2 separate regions of the Mus musculus genome follow, and region 1 is linked to region 2. The links are chromatin contacts, called in public Hi-C maps. All regions are on one chromosome and are shown on one strand. The core of a region is the stretch at or near the end of the contact, and the rest is flanking DNA. Distances in the headings are between cores, read along the strand shown. Region 1 overlaps Aak1 (AP2 associated kinase 1). Region 2 overlaps A430078I02Rik (RIKEN cDNA A430078I02 gene).

Region 1 (3,593 bases), core at 264-2,763, 460 kb before region 2:
ATGAATGACCCAAGCTTATAACATCAGCTGCTTAAGCCAAAGAGCCAAATCTCCAAGCAATGGGTGCATGGGATAGCAGCTCCCAACACAGCTGTGCTACAGTCTGGATTTCTCAGGATAAATGGATGAGACTTCAAGCTTTCATGTATTTACAGTTGAAAGCAGCAGACCCTCAATGTAGCTTTACCAGGATTCCAGCTCTGGAGCCAGACGAGGGTCGCTTCTACAGACAAGAGGGGATTCTTTCACTCCATCCCAGGAGAGCAGTGCGTGAGTACAGTGTGAGAAGCAGGAAAGCTGCCATCTTTGCGAGATAAGCACTGGGCTTTTACTGTATGCCTTCACTGTTTGTTAAACCCTCAATAAAGAACACTCTTTCTCATTTTCATGTGAGATCTCATCCATACGCACAGACAAGTCTTTCTACACCTATGGCGACAGGGCCTGGAATTACCTAGTGCTTGCTCTCAGTTCATTGGACCTGTACCATAGCCCTAGTAGTCATGATCATAACTAAGAGCAGCATGGCCTGCGTTTGCTTTCCCATCTGTGAAAGCGGAGCATTTTCTTCAGAGTGCAACGGACAGTATGTGACATGCTCCCCATGTCCTCGACCATTAAACTGCCAGCAGCAAGAGCTTCAGGAGGATCAGCACACACCTCTGCAGAAGTCCATGAGAATGAGAACTTCCCAGACGTCGCCGCTGCTCACATTGTTGATACTAGAATCAATGTAGCCCACAATGTTCTTGTGCCCTGATAGGTCTCTCTGTGAACAAGAGTGGAGAAGTACATGTCAGTTACAGACACACTAGGGGCAGAATTAGCAGTTGTTCCAGTAACACAGACAACACCAACAGCATGGGAAAGGGGCAGTGAGTTTCCAGTGGTCTTTGAGAAACCTCGTGGGATCTCCAATAGCAACTCCACCGTCCTGCTGAATCCCCAATTCTCCTGACCCAGGAGAGAATGAACCACATGAAACACCCACCTGCTCACTGTCTCCGTGCTCCACCCAAACCAGAAGCACAGACCCTATAACATCCAGAAATACTATAGAGGAGGAAAACCACAACAACTACATAAACAGGTAAATTTTTAATAAAGAAAAAGAAAAGAAATTCATGTTTTTCCTGTTTATGGGGCCAAAAGTGAATTCAGCTTGAGTTTTTACTTTCTTTCTCTTTGTGTGTGTGTGTGTGTGTGTGTGTGTGAGGACAGGGGTAGAGAAAGATTTACTACCTGCGGCATTTAACAGTTCTTTCCAAAGCAGTGTCTTTCCTGAACAAAGGAATCATGAGGGTTTTAGTTGGGTAACCTGCTCAAATTTATAAAGGAAAGCAGACACATTTCTGAACATGCTCCAACTTGGCTTTTAACAGTTTCTCTTTAAAAAATATATGAAAAAAAAAAAGCCCTGCCTTGCAAGCTTTGACGAGTACAATAGCATCTAGACCCAGCATTTCAGTCATACTTAAGCATTCCCAGATGGCCGGCTGGCTGGAAGATGCAGCATCAGCTGAATTGCTTCTCAGCACCCGGCTGCTGCTCATGGGATTTAATCCTTCCCACGGGTGCTCCTGAGTACCACCCAGGCACTGGAAATCACCTCACACTTTGGCCCACAGAGCGGATAGCTATGGTGATGGTTGTAAACCCAAGGTTATTAAGAAGGGTTCCTGAAGGTTGAGGAAAGAAAACATGAGGAAACTGGACATTATGGCTTTTATACAGATGCAAGGTAAAATAAAGATTTGTGAATTAACTATACCATTTTACTTTTGTTTTAAAGACTTAGGGGAGGGTCCTATGAGTCTGTGTTTGACTGAAGCGTAGGCTCTCGACTGGTCCAGTGGAACAGTGGGGCAGTCTGGAGAGCTGCCCCAGCTTCTCAGGGTCCATGGAAAGCTGTTCTTGACTACACAAAGTGCACATACCAATGCTCAAAATGACAAAGTTACCCCAGGAAGCAGCCTCAAGTATCAAGTAAACAGCGGAACCCTCAGCATCAACAGTAAAGCTCACTATGCCCCCTCTGCACAGTGGATCAGAAAGCACCGCTGACACAGAATAGCAGCCCCCAAGAGAGATGGACAATCACAGGAACGTGCCCACAGCAAACTTCTGGAGACTTGTGTGAGAAGAATTTTAGAGAAGAGATGGGATGAGAAAGATTAAGTTGAGCAGTGTCTATGGATTACTCTCTCAGAACATCTATGTAAGAAAGGAGCTGCCCCAAAGGAAGAATTGCCAGGAATTGTGAAAACCACATTGGAGAGTGAGAGCTGTAAGCTACAGATGCCAAGCTGGTGGGACCATCCTCCAGGTCAGAGGGAGGAGCTAGGATTACAGCACTGGTGGTTCTCAACCTTCCTAACGCTGCGACCCTTTTATACAGTTCGTATTGTGGTGACCTGCAAGCATAACATTTTCATTGCTGCTTTGTTAGTTATGAATCGTAATGTAAATATCTGTATTTTCTGATGGTCTTAGGCAACCCCTATGAAAGGGTCATTTGACTCCCGAAGAGGTCATGACCCACGTACTAAGAACCACTGTGCTAGGCAGTGGACCCATCACAGAGTGATTCATTTTTCTGCAAGCGGCTGGGGAGGGCAAAAGCGGTTATTGCACATTGCAGTAAGGATAAAGGAAAGGGGAACTCAAGTGGATTCCGACCTATGATTTTGCTTTTGGCATCTTCAAAGTCATCTTCAAAACAGGACAAGAAAGAAACAGTGAGGTGAAAGCCTCAGTGCGCCTGCCTCAGGCCACAGGTCAGAGTGACACAGAAAGCATTTCAGTTCCTGCTACTTTTCAATCTTGTTATGGACCTTTCTAGGACTCATTTCTAGTTACAAAGCCCCAAAAGTAGGAAGAACTGCAGAGAAACCTTTTTTAAAAATCGTGTGTGTGTGTATGTGTGTGTGTGTTTGTGGGTGTGTGTGTCTGTGTGTGTGTGTGGGTGTGTGTGTATGTGTGTGTGTGTGTGGGTGTGTGTGTCTGTGGGGGTGTGTGTGTCTGTGGGTGTGTGTATGTGTGTGTGTGTGGGTGGGTGTGTCTGTGTGTGTGTGTATGTGTGTGTGTCTGTGGGGGTGTGTGTCTGTGGGGGCGTGTGTGCATGTGATCATGCATGCCTGAGGGGCCAGATGACCATCTTTAATAGAGTTTCTTAAAGTTGAACGAAGGCTGTTCCAATACCTGGGAGACGTTTATTTTACTCTGGGAAAGGTTTCTGCTGTGGATCTGTTTTACTCTTCCTCTCACCTGTTCACAATCACACCTCCTTTCTACCTCTTGCAGGGAGTTTGATCGCAGGCAAACAAGCACTACAACTCTAGTCAGGCAGTGAAGGACACTGGGCAGGTCTTCAGGGCTGGAGAGCTTGCTGAGCTTCTGCTATTTAAGAAGTCCAAGATCCTTTTCTCTTTCCTACACCTGCATTTATCCCCTCTTCTACACTGCTTAGCTTTTACTGCCAACTTGGCACAAACTCAAGTTACCCAGGAAGAAGAAGCTGCAACACAAGAACGGCTTCTATCAGGTTGGACTGTGGGAATGTCTGTTGGGCACTTTCTTGATTGCTTGATGGG
Region 2 (3,539 bases), core at 858-3,357:
CTCTTGGGGCCACTCATAGAAATTTGGCAAGTATTTGTCACTGGGTTCAAGGAAGTAGGCTCAGATAAGAATTCACATTTGGGCTGATGCAAAGCTCAAGGTAAACTCAGCCAAGGAAAGTGTGGGATTCCTTTGATTTTGTTCACCCTGATAAGCCCCTGGAAACAGTGACCAAGGGGCTTTGTTTATCTTGTTTGGTTCCCTTGTCTTTGATCTAAGAACTGACCCTATTCTCTGCAAGTACCTAGAATGGTATAAACGCCTCAGCACTGGCTGGAGTCATGTTATAAAGCTGTCTGTCTGTCTCTTTCTTTTCAATCCTCCTTCCCTCCCTTGAGACACTGTTGACTGACAGAGCTGGCTTGGTCAGACCTTGAAGAGTTTGATGCTCTTACCTCTATCTCCTGAATGTTGGGATTACATGCAGGAGGCACCACACAGTTTCTATGATGTTGGGGATGGAACCCAAGGCGTTGAGCATATTGGGCAAGCTTTCCCCCAGCTAAGCTGCATCCCCAGCTCTCCAAGGCAGTTCCTGACACACATGATTAGACTCAGGTCCTGCTCAAACCCTTAGCAGTCTGTTCCCAAGGGCCTGTGCCTACAGGTCCCAACAGCACGATGGCTGACTCAGGATAGGAACCATTGCTTTTCCAGCCAAGGCAGGAGGAAAGGTCTTGTTCTATCTACACAGGTTCTATCAACTAGGCTCAGAAAGTCTCTGGACATGAGACAGAAGCTGCCTGTCAAGAAGCATCTACTTGCAGGGCCGTGGTGGCGCACGCCTTTAATCCCAGCACTTGGGAGGCAGAGGCAGGCGGATTTCTGAGTTCCAGGCCAGCCTGGTCTATAGATACCCAGGGTTACACAGACTGCCTTGACCCCCCCCCCAAAAAAAAAAACCCCAACAACAACAACAAACAAACAAAAAGCAAAAAAAGCATCTACTTAAAAAACTTGGGCTCCAAAGAACTACTACAAAACACCCACACATTCAACTGTCTGCCCCCACACTTCTTCCATTATCTTGACCAGAGGGGAGATCAGGACAGTGCATACCTGTAATTCCAGTCCTAGAAGGCTCAGGCATCCCAAGAGTGAGGCTAGCTTAGGCTATATAGTGAGACCCTATCTTAAAAGACCAGACAATTAGGGCTAAAAAGCTGTGTGTCAACTCAACTTCCAGCCTGTAGCCTTCTCTAGTAAGACCTATGTACAGGATGCTGTGCTCAGAGCATGGAGAACAGGCATTGTGGGTTTGTAGGAATAACAGGTCCAGAAGGGGTGACTACTGCTAGACCCCGATAAATACGCTAATACAGAGTCCTTCTATTATTAGCCCACCCTGCTGAAGGCCATGAAGGAAGGACTGCTTCCCCTCTGGGTTCTTACTTTTTATTATACCTCAAATGCTGTCTTTCATCTGAAGCCCAAGGTAGCCTTGTCCTAATAAACAGGACAGGAGTGACCAAAGGAGACCATGGCGGGCAGGCAGGCAGGCCGGGCGGCCGCAGCATCCCTTACACCCTCCAGGAGGAGCTGGATACTCACTCTGCACAAGGCCCAAACCCTAATAAGAGCTGGAGAAGTAGCCATAGTTCAACTCTGTCCCTACTAAGGGGACAGGGAATCCATTTTTCTCAGCTCAGATGATGGTTCCCAGACCTCAGCTTCTTATTCCATTCTTTCTGGAAGTCAGGGACTGTGGGGCAAAAGGGTACCTCAAGGTCACTCGTCAGTGCTGTGCCGCCAGTGACAAAGAATTAGACTGGTGTTCGGGTAAACTCTGGTACCCACCTTGAGTTCTGAAGCAGGTCCCATTTCTAACCCCTTTGCCACCCAGAGGGCTCGAGGCTTACTGGGGCGGTAAAGAGGAAAATCTTCTATTAACAGTCAGGGAACAGAACACAAAACCTTCCCGGGTTTGGTTAAGGTTAGGGACTACCAAGTCTTTTGAGGTACCATTCCTTTTGTTCCTGAGGTGATTGATGGTGGTTAAAGGAGGCAGAACGTGGCTGCCCTGGAGGAAGGTCTACTGCGGGAAGGAGCCACAGACACCTTGGAGGCCTCAAGAGCTGTGCTAGTGTAAGGTGCGTTGGAGGGGAAAGGAGGGCAGGCTTTCTAAGTCCCTCCTACTATCTCCTCCTTTCTCTCCCACCCCTCCTTCTCGCCTCTCCCCTTAAACAATCCCCTCCCCCAACTCTTCCGGCCTTCCCCTCGTCTCCACACTTCCTTCCTTCCCGGCTCTCCCCTACCCCCTCTCCGCACCCCCTTCCCATCTTCAGCCACTTTCCTCTACCCCCCACCTCTTTTACATCTTCCACCCCTTCCTACTCCCTTCGGCCCTTCTCCCCTACCCATCCCCCTCGTCTCCCTTGTCTCCTCCCCTCCAGCTCGACACTCGGCGGTCGCCACGTCCCCAGCCCCGCCCACGCGAGCTCGCAGGGAACCCCGGTGACGTCACCACCCGCAGCGCCCTCCTTCCCGCGCTCTCCAGAAAGGACGCGAAGGTGGTGACGTGTCCGGAGCGCCAGCGCGGCTGTGCACAAAGCGCGTGACCAACCTGCGGCGCCGCCTGGCGGAAGAACAGTGGCGGTGTGGCTGGAAGCGACGTGCGGCGGCAGCGTGGTGACGTCACCTCGCGGGGCCACGTGACCGCGTGCTGTTCCGGCTTCTCCCCTCTACCGGTGTGGGCAGAAACGTGGCTTCTTTACTTGCTCTACTTGGTCTCCTGAAACTGCCTGGCTGCTTGGTCGCGCTGCGGGTCATGGGAAGTTTGAGGATCATACTCATTCTCTGCCCTTGTCATTAACCGAAATTGTGTCTCAGGATGGGCCAGAAAGCACCATCTTCAGCCACATCAGCAGATCGCATGTGATGCTCTGTGTCATTATGCAGACGTGGAGTTTACGAACTAGTCCAGAGTATCCCGAGTATCCCGAGTCATTCAGGAGCGCAGTCCAGGCCTCAGCCATAGCTGCTGGACCCACACCAAGCCGTAGAAGGGAAGGCAGGAAGGAAGTCACAAATCCTTTTGGGAACCAACCTTGTTATTTGAAAGGCAGTTTTTCACATAGCACTTCGTACAGTGTCAGGGTGCTTCCTAGAAATGCAGGTCTTGGACCTTGCCTTAAAGCTTACAATTCAGATAGACACTTTTGTTGACACGGGGTCTCACCTTGGCTGACCTGGTTCTATGTAGACAAGGTTGCCCTTGAAGGTGTGCACCATAGTGACCAGCTAGAATATACATTTCAACAAGATCCCAGAGTGAGTCCTATAAGTACTGGTTTGACAGATTACTGTGCATCAAGCCCTACCGTGAAAATGGTAATATCAAAGTCACAGGCCTGCCCCAAGTTAAGCCCCAACTGAATGGACAGTTGGCTAGAACTGTCCCAAGGGCTTGTATGGCCTGGCCACACCCCATTTCCACAAGGTGCTTGTCCAGCCTTTACTGTAAACACAAGGCACCCCCCCCCCCCTCCAAGCAGGTTGGAGCTGGGTGTTTCGTCATTTACAATTAAAACAGAGTTATC

What was found. Hi-C and Micro-C count contacts between places; a contact is called where the count stands out from the background.
Region 1: a contact with region 2 is called in a Hi-C map of rod photoreceptor, with 6 times the contacts expected there. The contact joins two enhancer-like sites. A contact is called at or near these places in 1 of 484 Hi-C or Micro-C datasets (rod photoreceptor) and 1 of 115 datasets of contacts at active chromatin or transcription factors (astrocytes).

Annotation. Positions count from the first base shown.
Region 1 is chr6:86,932,606-86,936,198 of GRCm38.p6, reverse strand. It overlaps Aak1 (AP2 associated kinase 1), which reads right to left. Exons shown (of 16, transcript NM_001378654.1): 3 at 661-769. Among named protein-coding and RNA genes, the nearest start is that of Nfu1, 75 kb to the left of the region's middle. Within about 2 kb of position 1,513, at least 25 of the 459 cell types and tissues checked have an H3K27ac peak or open chromatin away from gene starts, as enhancers often do. A contact at or near this core is called in rod photoreceptor, where this site is marked.
Region 2 is chr6:86,471,344-86,474,882 of GRCm38.p6, reverse strand. A430078I02Rik (RIKEN cDNA A430078I02 gene) reads left to right here. Exons shown (of 3, transcript NR_131126.1): 2 at 1,982-2,090; 3 at 2,394-3,539. Among named protein-coding and RNA genes, the nearest start is that of A430078I02Rik, 7.7 kb to the left of the region's middle. Within about 2 kb of position 2,107, at least 362 of the 459 cell types and tissues checked have an H3K27ac peak or open chromatin away from gene starts, as enhancers often do. A contact at or near this core is called in rod photoreceptor, where this site is marked.